Regions from separate parts of the Zea mays genome. Here all the other regions are linked to region 3. The links are chromatin contacts, called in public Hi-C maps. All regions are on one chromosome and are shown on one strand. Each heading gives the region's core, a stretch centred on a gene start, on an enhancer-like site or on the middle of the called end of the contact. The rest is flanking DNA. Distances are from core to core; before and after follow the strand shown. Region 1 holds the start of LOC100382449 (Aldehyde dehydrogenase). Region 2 holds the start of LOC100216660 (Armadillo/beta-catenin-like repeat). Region 3 holds the start of LOC542088 (aspartic proteinase Asp1).

Region 1 (4,345 bases), core at 638-3,137, 230 kb before region 3:
GCGTACAGCTCCTTCTGTGGGAACATGAGAAATTCATGGCAGGACCTTCTAGGCTCCATCGCCATCACGCAACAACAAACTGTCTAATAACTACCTTATCGCAAAACCTTTTTTTGCAGGTGTTTTTAGGAGAGTTATCTGTTGCTAATAATCAAATTCAAAAAACAGAGATAGTCCAGACGGGCAAGCTAGAAAAAAAAAACAAAAAGAACTCGTACAGTTTGGAATCAACTTACTGAAAGGGTAGTTCCAGGCTGAGATGATGAGCACCACACCGAGGGGCTCCGGCACGATTTGAGCAGAGGACGGGAACGTGGTTAAGGCCGCAGGTATCTGAGCGCGAATGAATTCCAAAAGACTCAATTCCGATCCAAAAGGTTGGCGCCGGACCAGCAAAACAGTGACAGTAGGAGGAGAATATAATTACCTTCTCGGGCTTCATCCAGCTCTTGAGCCCGTCGAGGGCAAACTTGCACGAGGACCTTGTAATCGATATCTGAGGCACCGCCAACAACAGATGCGAAGCAACACGCGGTTATCAGGTGCTCGTACTAGAAAAGTATGGACTTAATCTTGGAGTGATTACTGAGAACTAAACAATCTCTCGGGTTTTACTATTTTTGCTGCCACCGCATGGTACAAGATTTGCCGAGTGCTGCTGGTACGTAATTACAAGTTCAGGGTGAAGTCATTGTCAGAACACAGTGTTGATGACCACGTCGCCTCAGCTTTCAGCCATTTTTTTTTTACTACAACTCAATTCAAGCATAGTAGCAAGCGAGCTACGGTAAATTTTGCAGAACTCGGAGGCCGGGGCTGAGTCATATCACATATCTTAATCTTTTATTTTAAACTTTACTATACAAATAATATCATGTATAGTGCAATTTTTCTATTTTACACTATCTTAGCACAACCCAAGGGTGTCTGGAGGGAGAGGGCTAAATTTAATCCCGTTAAAGATATTAAAAATAGTCTAATTATAAAAACTAATTATACGGATAATTAATCGGTAAGACGAGTCTATTAAGTATAATTAGTTCATAATTCAATCATGTAATGATATAATGAATAGTTACTATTCATGAATTAAGTAGGTTTAAATTTATTTTTATAATTAAACTATATTTAATAGTTAGCATTTGAAAATTCGACGAAAAGCGTACTAAACTTGAGGAACCAAACACCCCCGACACGCAGGAGAATGAAGATCGTGGAAGCAACGCCTCCAAGAACAGAATCAGGGCTCAGGGCTCACTATGCACGTCAGCTGAATGAACTGGATGGTGTCCATCAGTCCATGTGTATCCGGGATGAGAGGGGGGCATCTCATCGGAATCCGAGGCCTCGTTACGAATTGGGGAACGCCCACGAGAGCGCGTGTAAAGTCAAACAATAAACACTAAAACCCATTAGAATCGGAAAGTAGGAAGCAGAGTAGTAACAGACTACGAGCATCTTGTCTCCACGGCGAAGAAGAACAATCGATCAGGAGCGTCCGGGGAACAAGAGGAATCATGGCATGGCCGCTGGCCGCATGGGAGAGCGATGTGAGGTTGTATCTATGCGGACCTCCAAAGCGCTAATTAGTTTACCTCGTGGAGGTAGGACTCCATGTGCGGCTTGGCCAGGTCCTCATGGAGCGCGGCGCTGATCTCGGCCTCCTTCTCGTCGATCATCCGGATGAGCCCCTTGAGCTGCTCCGCCCGCCACTCGGCCCGGCGCGTCCGCCCCGACGCGAAGCTCGCGCGCAGCTCCTGCACCGTCTCCTCCGCCATCCCTCCGTTCCTTCCCCTCCTCCTCCTCCTCCTCGTCCTCCTCCCTTAGGGTCACGGCAACGGAGGAGCAGAGCGACGAGAAGGCAGAGGGAGTCAGGTGGCGGTAGGCGCGACGGCTGCTGGCGGCGGCAGCCCTGTGTATATAATATATATACACGCGCGCGCTCACCGGATTACCCGGGGGATTGAATTGGACACGACTGCTCGTTTGGTTTGAAAGTTCTCTTCGCTTGCGGGGCCGCCAGCAATCCCTTGTTGAGGTTGGACTCGGACAAGAAATAATTACCATGGGGGAGACCGGGAGAGACGCTGTAGCTAGCTACGGTTTGCGAAGGCATGTTCCTCAACTCTTTCTTTGGTTACTATCAAATTTATATCGAAGAGAAGGACAAGGCCAAGATAAACTTTATAACACTCTTGGACATGTACTGCTTCATTCCGAATGTGGGCTCAGCATTCTTGAAAATGATGAAGACCATTCTAGAAAATCAAATTCTTCGCAACATCTTTACTTACATCAACGACAATCAACAACAACAAAGAAGATCATCTGATAGAACTCGCAGAAACATTTGTAAACATGCTAAAAGCTAGGCTCACACAAAGGCATTGAGGCCTCAACCCAGAAAAATGCATCTTTGAAATCCGTCAATGAAAAATTCTGGAATATTTAGTCTAACACAAAGGTATTGCGGCCTATCTTAACAAAGTAAAGGCAATAACAAATATAAAGACCCCAAGACTATGAAGGACGTCCACAGGCCGACCGGTAGAATAGTGTCCCTCAACAAAATTTTCTCACGTTCAACCGAGCAAAGGCTCCCCTTCCTCAAGACTTTGCACGAAGCAAAAAGACTTCGTCTAGGGGCAAGAACAAGAGACAACCTTCGAGTCGCTTAAGGTCTACCTAACAGAGTTGATAATGCTAGTCAGGCAAAGGCAACCATCTTGCTCTATGTCGTGGCTTCGCATAGCGTTGTCAACGTGACCTTTGTTCAAGAAAAGGAGGTCAAAAGCAAAGCACAACAATACCCGATCTACTCCGTCTCCGGAGTCCTCACTCAATCAAAATCTAACATGTCGGAGATGGAAAAAATATAGGGCAATGAAAAACTTGAGATCAAATGGGAAGGTCCCTTTGTCATCATTAAGAAGACTTTGCCAAACTCATACAAGCTAGTAATCTAAACAAGGAACAAACTCAAGCATGGATGGAAGTGTGAATACCTTAGAAAATTTTACATCTAGCCAGTCTCACTAAGCGAGGACCTTCAAAGTTCTCTATAATTTTCTCTTTTCACAACTGTCCTCGGGTACGTACTCTTTTCCTGACAAGGGAGTGAGATTTTTAATGAGACAGAGTCTTGTAACAATATATCTTAAAAATATTCTCTCAGAAAAGTGTCACGAGGTTGAAAGGCTTGAACACAAGCCTAACATTAGACACGGAAAAAAGTGCAACAGTCATCGCATCAGCAAAGACATGAAATCTAGCTAATTGTGTGTGACTAAGACACCTAAAGGTGTAAACGAACCAAGAAATGGTTTGAAGACGCCTAAGGGCATAGCCGAATAAAAAATGATATGAGTGAAGACATCTATGGGGGTAAACAAATCAAGAAATGGTTCGAAGACGCCTATAGATGCAATAGGATAAAAATGATCTAAAGGAAGATACCTAACGGAGTAATGAATCAAGAAATGATTTGAATATGCCTAAGGGCGTAGCCAGATCAAAAATGAGTTGAGCAAAGACACCTAAGGATATGAATAAATCAAGAAATGATTTGAAGGCGACAAAGGGCACACCTGAATCAAATGATCTTAGCAAAGAAACCTAAGGATGTAAACAAATCTAGAAATGATTTGAAGACACCTAAGGGCACAACCAGATCAAGTCTGACTGAACTACGATTCCATCTTGGGTTCTAGGACCAGTCTGCACTAAAACGGTCGCCCATGATGGATCTGAACTTCGATTGGGTCATGCTTGTTATGGATGGAAATTTAAGGAGAGAAGCTAATCAACCCAACTGGTGCTAACTTAAAATTCATCCAAGGTCAACGGGAATCGTCAAAACAAGTCAGCGGCCATATTCTGTTATGGTGTTGTGACACCGTTTGTTGGACTGTTAGCTCGTGTATCATGTTGGAGCCCATTAGGGGTGCGTCCAGAGGACTTGCACGCCTCTAAACTTTATATTATCAGCAACAACCAGCACCATTGGGGTTAGGTTTTGCTTAGATTCATTCTATCATTGAACAGTGTCACCGTTCATCGGTTTGTGAGAACCCACCTCGTGATCAATACAATTTTACATTGTGTTTTTTTGTTCTTGCTTATGTTCTTGATTGTGCTAATAGGGATAGGCCTTCAAGGTGAGGTCACTCTTGTGTCACGGTTGATAACCAAAGGAGCAGTGGTGTAGTGATTGCGAGGATTTGTTTGCTCGGACCCTTGGATCATCAACGTCGAGATCTCCACCCAATCAAGTTATCATACCACATGGAACATCGGGCCTTGCCCTCTATCAGAGTATATCCGAACATTAGGGAGAGGATGATTG
Region 2 (4,152 bases), core at 378-2,877, 230 kb after region 3:
AAACATGAATAAAAGGTTCTTTTGAACTTCAAATAATCAAGTTTCACTAAATCTGGCACACCGTGCTGACAATGAGATTTAGTTGATTTTATAGGAAATGATCACTGGGAAAGTAGTCGAGCACATGAAACATTAGAACATACACAATAACCAAAAACAATGTGAAATGGAGGCGTGAACTGAAATTCCGTGCATGGTAGGTTCCATGGTAGTCTGGTACTCATATAACATAGGTTGTATCACAGCCACCAACAAGCCCACATTGAAATAGTACAATAGTACAATCATGCATCCAGATCATCTGATACATTTGGATCATGACTTGCACTTGAGTTGTATTGTAATCAAAGGTTTGCACATGTAGCAGCACTCACAAGTAAAGGAGGCCAGAAGCACAGGCCCCAACGCTTCCTCCAAGACAGTCCTTTCAAGTAGAGTGTTAGATTTGTTATGGGGCAGAAGGTATGTGGATGAGACTTATTGAACTTTTCGTAGTTAGATGTTCATCAGACAAGGTACTGATTCAACGAGCAACACTTCCTCTTATATACCTTAACTTGAAGAGCAATTTGATTATGAGTTTATGACATAGCCAATCCCCCCAAATCTTGAAAGACAGCAATCTCGAACCTTCACTCACCCAAATTCATGAGGCTACAATGCAGCAGCAGAAGCATCCATCATGGACTCTTGACTCTTCCATAGTGTTCTGTAGATTTTTAGTACCATTCTAACATAAAAAAGGACACATACAGTTGCTAGCGGATCCCACCTGAGTGGCGTATGTGGAAGGAATAACCAAGGCAAGTCTTACCCTGCATTTTGCAGATAGGCTGTGTCCAACATTAGTACCATTCTAACTAACCAAGGAAAAAAGATTTGTAAATTTCATTAGATGAGGACACCGACAGACACCTTCACGAAACAAATATACCTTCGCTAGCTATAGAATTCCTGTGCCAGTGACACCTACACCCACCGAATCTGTCAGGATCACAGAAACGGCCAAAAAATCATGCCCTCCTCCACCTCACCCTACCGACAGAGCCCCCAGGCGATGAGATCTCGGCCGCCGCATCCAATATTCCGCTGGGCGCTGGCAGAAAGTCCGTTGAAGACAAAGAGCGATCCCCTGCCGCCGGGTTAGGGGTGGGGACTTTGGGTCCCGGAGGCTGATCTCTCCCCTAGACCTGCAATGGCGGGAGGGCGGCCCAGCGGTGGGTGGCTGGGGTGACGAGGCAGCGGCGCGCCGCCGGCCGCGGGAGGCGGATGCGGCTGGTGGGCGCAATTGGGGCAGAGGAAGCACGTCGGGCGAGCTAAGGGAGGGCAGTGAAGCCGTGACGGTCGGCGGCGGGAGCGCTGGAGGAGGCTGGGACGGCGGTGGTCGGCCGCGAGGACGACGGCGCGGCAAGAAGAGGAGGATGGTGTCGCGCGGCCCGTCAAAACTCAGACGGGTGGAGCTCAGCGTCAGCGAAACCCCAGTGGCCCCACGCGAGTTGCTACAATTGGGCGATATCGACGGACGCGAGATCGAGAAGGGGGCGTGGACTCACCGTTGGCGGGTGGACGGTGGTGGGCGACGGCGGCGGTTCGTCTCACTGTCGCTGCACTCGCTCGCCCACTGCGCTGGCGGTGTGTGTGTGCTGGTGCGTCCGTTAGGGAGAGTGAGAGATGTGAGGAACTGCGTTGGGAGGAGCGATAGGACTGGGTGCCTTTTTTGCGGGTCACTCCTGTCGTTGTCGCGTTATTTCGGAAATGGACAGCCACCTGCGCGTCCTTGGGCAAATTCCACTTTGGCTGTGGACAGCTCCGATACGGTGTACAGTCGTATAATGTACGTGCAGCATAACTACACAAGTGGTACCTTCTTAGGGCATGTACAGTGAAGAGACACCAAAACGGTTCTCCAAGCATAGGAGACAACTAAGAGACTCTATTGTACAATGGAGTGTCTATAAACGTAATCTATTAATAAATACAGAATTAAATGTATTTGTATAGCATCAGATCGATAGAACAGACGACAAATTCGTACAGTGGGAAGTGAGGCGTCTGTTGCTACTTGGTTTACGAGCCAGAGGCGTCTCTTCACGGACAGACGGCTCTAAGATTTTTTTGCAAATAACCCTCTTAAACATCTTAAGAGCCTCCACATTAAACATCACTGTACATGCCCTTAGGAGTACTTAGAGCCTCTTTAGGAGAGATGTATTTCAAAAACTTCAGCTTTAATTTTCCAGCTTCACTATAAAACAGCTCCAGCAAATTATTAAGCAAATTGTTAAGGTGGCATAGCAGGTATGGATCCGGATATTTATTCGGATAATAAATTTTATATCTTTTTTCTTCAATTGTGAATAAATAGGACATAAAATTTGTTATGTAAATTTATATTACTGTTTTCGATATTGAGCTTATTAAGGTCATCTTAAATAATAAATCTCAAATTTGTAATATATCTTTTTTAAATAATTGATATAAAATTAAAATTTTGGATACGGATACATTTCGGATTTGGATGTTTTTACCTTTTTTGTTGTAGGGAGAAAATAATGCAAAAAAATTATTCTTGTCCTCGATAATATATTTAACAATATAACTAAAGATTAGCACCAAATTTTATGCATATTTATATTAAAATATTAAATTTATCATATAATTCGGATGTTTAGGATCCATCCCAGATAGGGTATGCCAGGTATGCCCTCGCATACACACGTGTCTAACATATACAGTGTATATATATATATATATATAATGTTTAACACACAAATAATATTGCGCTAAATGTCTTGTAGTCTATGATTTAAACATAGAAAGAATATTGCGCTAAATGTCTTGTAGTCTATGAATTTTTTTTTTGTTCAGACCTATGTTCTCGGGACCTATGTAACGAAGTATTAGGATGCATGCTGAACGAACAATATAAACAAAAAATCGACAATCTAACATTCGATCGCTCAGATTCTTCGATAGGTGCGGGTGTGAGATGCCACTCGATGCTACACTGTTGGATATACGACTATGTCGCTTGGAAGGTCTCAGCTAAAAAGTTAGATAAATCTTGTTTTCATGTCTACACTATATTTTATAAACTATCAATATAGCTTTTCAGTTATTTTATATTATAGTTTGGGAAGATTTTTAACTTAATTTTAAAAGTTATGACTTATTATTGTTTTTAACTTAATATTTAAATATAACATTTATTGTATAATTTAGTGTATGTATACCAATTAATGTTTAAATTTTAAAATTGTGGGGTTGAGAGTAGTGGGCCCAATCACTCGGGAGTAGAGGTATAGGTGGCAAACGGATGGCTCAACAAAACAGTAGGCAATGAGCATGTATATCTTGTTAAACGTGTTTCGTCCAGCTATAGTGTGGGGGTATTTATAGGGTAACCGGGATAGGTGGCCTAAATACGTCTGTGTCCCTGGTTACCTGCTAAATTCTCTAAATATGTTATACACGGGGTAATTACAGAGTTGTATGCACATAGCCCTAGTTACAACAATCTCTCTACCCTCGGTAACCACTGACAAGTGGGGCCACCCAGGAGCGGGGTGGCTCTCTTTCTAGATAGGTGTCGCTATTGCAAACCCATTCTTGTCGATTAGCCCGAAGTCATTGGGGCCTTCGTTGGGAGGAGGTGTTCCTGCAGCCCTCGCTGAGAGGGGCCTTGGCTTCCTTCCTTGGCCATTCGTAGGACGTGGGCCCTCGCCTTCAACCCCACGTCCAAAATAGCTTTCTCTCTCTCTCTCTGACGGAGGGGACCTCGTCGGTGCCTTCACCTTCAGCCTCACTAAGAGCATCTAGAGGGGGTGAATAGGTGATCCTGCAAAAATGCTTCAACCAATACAAACTTGGTCTATAGAAGGTGTTAGAGTAAATGAAAGTCGCCTAGAGGGGAGGGTGAATAGGGCGAATCTGAAATTTACAAAACTTAAGCACAATTACAAGCCGGGTTAGCGTTAGAAATATAAACGAGTCCGAGAGAGAGGGCGCAAAACAAATCATGAGCAAATAAAGAGTGAGACACGATGATTTGTTTTACCGAGGTTCGGTTCTTGCAAACCTACTCCTCGTTGAGGTGGTCACAAAGACCGGGTCTCTTTCAACCCTTTCCCTCTCTCAAACGAACACTTAGAC
Region 3 (3,878 bases), core at 1,309-3,808:
AGTGGGATCTGACACCTGTTTAAGTGATTTGCTGAGACCACCTTTGAGCTGCAAGGCCAGGGTATCAAAAGTTCAGTGTTGTTTCTTGACAAAAATCATGGAAATCAGAACAAATCGTGGTTGAAACATACCGCAGAAACAACAGCTTGGTATGGTTGAGCAGTAAAATAAGTATAGGTGCTACCACTGTCAAATACCACCTCCATTGGCTTCACGCCTAGTGAACGTCTATCGAAGTACAGTGTTCCTGAGCCAGGTGAGTAGTAGTTCCTACAAATGCGTACATCAAACAAAATTTAAAAAAAAAATCGAAAGAAAACTTAAAGATGCCATTATATACAAGTCCTTCGTATAGGATCATCCATACTGTACATTTGGACTTCTCATTATTCACTCCAGGTGGTACACTTAGCTAGTTAGCTTGAGTTCATAAATTTTAACAAACAAGGGAAAGCTTGTAGTATTTTTAGAGAATGACCATTAATTTGGTAAACTATCATCGAAAGCTTGAAATGGACTGGAAATGGTAAACAGGAGTATAGATTGTTCGCAAAGTAATAACATCGTTGAGCTGTCGAGGAAATTGATGCGGAAAGTTAGTCTTTCAATCCATAGAGAACAAAAGGGTAATAACTTGCAGCAATCAAATACTAATATGGATAACCTATGCCTTTTCTTGATCCTTGTCAAAATTAAGAAGCGTCCACGAAAAATACAATGTAATAGCGATACAAACACCAGCTGAAAAGATGCGTACCCAGATGTCCTCTGAGCCATCGGCACCCAAGTTACACGTGATGAAGGCACAACATCATCCCCAAAGAAGAGGAACCCCCCTCCATTCGTGCTTAGGCAATGGCCGACGACATTTTTGGTGATCCCTTGCTGCTTGAGCTGTGAAACAAGGCTAACTGATCCCCTCCCGAGCCCAAGCATGCCGTCAATCGCTGCCTGCACAGCGCCATTTTTCCCCACTTGCTGGTCATATCCACAGCTGCGCAAACAAAATTAACCGTTAACAGCTGAATCCAGTGTCATTCATCAGACAACGTTAAGTATTGTACCCAAATGTGAGGCCAGGACGAATGTTGGAGGATCTCATGGGCAGTGAGAAGCTGTCGTTGATCAGCACACCCTGAGAAGATGCACTGTCGGTGTACTTTATCTGATAGTCGCATTGTTTTGGTGAAGGGCACTTGTTATTAGAGCCCTGTCCGCTGTGAAGTGCAGTGCAGAGTGCGTTTGCACACGGTACAAGGCGGTTTGCCGTTGGTCGATACAAGGGATGTGGCACCTGCAACAATCAGGAACGCAACATCAAGGACCAGGCCAAGATTCTTCTGCATAAACAAAGGAAGACTAGAGTTATGGCAATCGACAACCCTGAAGACTACCTTGTTGCAACTCCGACAGGGTGCGTCGCACTGCAGCCAGGTGAGATCGCTGCCAGTGTCCACGTCCAGGAAGTAGGGCTTCGCTGGGTTCCCAATGTTCATCGTGACATAGTAGTGGCTGCAGATGGAGTGGAAAATGGTCAAGGTTTGTATACAAGTGTCAAGTGGATTCTCAAGTCCTTATAAACTTTGATGGTACTACATGATAAAAACGAAACAGAAGATTGTTTTTTTTCCTGTTTTCTTTTATTAGAAGAGTGGAGAATTTGGAGTTATTACTGTGAAACAAAGAGCAAGCAAAGGCAGCGGAACCAAAAAAAAAAACAGAGGAAACGAGGAAATTTCGGTAGGGGTAAAAGTGTTCGCGAAAAGGCCTCGCTTGCGGTGGCATTTTGTTGCAGTGAAGAGTAACTTGTGATGCTATGACGTGCAGGTGAAAACGGCAAAAAGAGAAGCTACGAAAAGTGAGAGACAGAGATAGGGAAAAATCCGTAGGATTGTACAAGCACAGGCAAGAAAGGGGAACAGAGTCAAAAGGTAAAATTCGCGATTCGACCGGCGACTTGGTCAGACAAGGCCGACGCCCGCGGCGCGACGGAGGCGACGATGCCCTGCATTCCGCGAGAAAAAGCCCCCAAACCGCCAGGCGCGGCCGCAACTGATTAAGCAAGAAGGCACAACGACTGCTCCAGCAAAAAGGTCCGAATCGGGCATCTAATCGAATGGCAAGAACTCGAATTTACCGGCGAATCCCTTCCCACCTCGCACGAGCGAGCGGCCGTGCTGATTGGCTCCAATACTACAATCGGGCTTCGATCAGGGTACACAAAGGAGAGAACGTCGACCAGCGTACCCGGTGGGGTATACGTCTCCCTGGAGCTGGAACACGGCAGTGGACGACGACGGCGATCTCGCCATCGTGGCGGCGCGTGACGGGGTGGCCGCGAGCGGGAGGAGCAACAGGAGCAGGAGGCCGGCCGCCGGGGTCCACCTGGAAACCTCCATTGCGAGGCGAGGCGAGGTGGAAGGGGCAGGGTGAGCGCCCGCCAGAAGCGGCTGTGGTTTCCTTCCCCACCTTCCTCTCGTGCCTCTTCTGCCCGGGAGACTGGACTTAGAAAGCAGGAGAAGAGAGGAACGAGAAAAAAACTTGGCTCCGTATCAGGTGCACAAACGACGGCCCGTGCACAAATGCACAAAGCGCATCAAGTCCACACATCCGGCAACCAACGGCAGCTGGTCTTTTTTCAAAGAACCCCCCGCGCAACCATCCCGTGCTCGCCTTCCTTTTTGCAAAAACAGACCCGTGCGCCATCGAGGCTTCTCTTGTACGCCAGCGACTCCTCGCCTACCGCCACCGTCACAGTCGTCGCGCGCCCCTGCTCGGCCCCATCGCGTGCCCCTGTTCAGCCCCATCGTGTGCCGCCACCGCCGCAGTCGTCGCGCGCCGTCGCTCGGCCTCATCGCGTACCGCCGCCGCCGTGGCAAAATCGTGTCCGTAGGGGCATGGAGGAGCCACCGCCACTCTGCCCTAGTGGCAGCTTGATGGCACTCCTCACTGCCATGGACGAGCGAGGGATACCTGGCTCTAGTGGTCTTCAAGACGATGCTCACGTTGAATTCGATGGTCTTAAAGCCGACGCTCACGTACAACCTGCCCATGATCCTGTTGAAGCGGATGCTCCTATCCATAATTCTGTTCAAGCGGAAGCTCCTGTACATGATCATGTTCTAGCAGCAGAACGTGTTGATCCTTCATATGGATTTAGTACACCCAAAAAGGATCAATTCCATTGTACATCGGTGAGGAATTTGTTTTTTTCGTGATCAGTCATTTATTTTTCATGATCAATTTTGTGTACTTTTTGTTTATTATGAGCTGCGTATTTAGACATGATAAGTCATTTATTTTTTTCATGGCAGTCGTCGTCATCGTTTGTACCTGATTGCGAGCATAGTTTGAAACCAGTGATCGGAATGTCATTTGATAGTCTTGATGAATTAGAAGGATTCTACAAGACATATGCACATGAATGTGGGTTTTCGGTTCGTATAGGAGCTCAAGGCAAGAAAAATGATGTGGTTGAGCATAAGAGGTTTGTGTGTTCTAGGGAAGGATTCACAAGGAGATGTGCTGAAGCAAAAAACCAAAAGAAGCACTTTGAAACAAGATGTGGATGCAATGCACGTGTATATGTGAGGTTGGGTCAGGACAAGAGGTATTATATCGCTTCATTTGTAGAGGAGCATAACCATGGTCTAGTCTCACCAGATAAAATTCCTTTTCTCCGATCAAACCGAACAATCTGTCAAAGAGCCAAGACTACTTTATTCACGTGCCATAAAGCAAGTATTGGTACATCACAAGCATATAGACTTTTACAAGTAAGCGATGGTTTCGATAATATTGGATGTATGAAGCGGGATCTTCAGAACTACTATCGGGGACTTAGGGAGAAAATAAAGAATGCAGATGCTCAGTTATTT

The links. Hi-C and Micro-C count contacts between places; a contact is called where the count stands out from the background.
Region 1: a contact with region 3 is called in a Hi-C map of bundle sheath, with 4 times the contacts expected there. The contact joins the promoter of LOC100382449 here to the promoter of LOC542088 in region 3. A contact is called at or near these places in 3 of 25 Hi-C or Micro-C datasets (bundle sheath, ear and an unstated tissue).
Region 2: a contact with region 3 is called in a Hi-C map of leaf, with 5 times the contacts expected there. The contact joins the promoter of LOC100216660 here to the promoter of LOC542088 in region 3. A contact is called at or near these places in 10 of 25 Hi-C or Micro-C datasets (bundle sheath, ear, leaf and 3 more).

Annotation. Positions count from the first base shown.
Region 1 is chr2:134,361,132-134,365,476 of Zm-B73-REFERENCE-NAM-5.0, forward strand. LOC100382449 (Aldehyde dehydrogenase) reads right to left here and starts at 1,888. Exons shown (of 10, transcript NM_001175190.1): 1 at 1,596-1,888; 2 at 428-496; 3 at 237-333. The coding sequence starts at 1,778.
Region 2 is chr2:134,820,353-134,824,504 of Zm-B73-REFERENCE-NAM-5.0, forward strand. It overlaps LOC100216660 (Armadillo/beta-catenin-like repeat), which reads right to left and starts at 1,628. Exons shown (of 8, transcript NM_001359475.1): 1 at 1,554-1,628.
Region 3 is chr2:134,592,402-134,596,279 of Zm-B73-REFERENCE-NAM-5.0, forward strand. LOC542088 (aspartic proteinase Asp1) reads right to left here and starts at 2,559. Exons shown (of 8, transcript NM_001305850.1): 1 at 2,248-2,559; 2 at 1,395-1,512; 3 at 1,065-1,294; 4 at 758-994; 5 at 132-270; 6 at 1-48. The coding sequence starts at 2,399.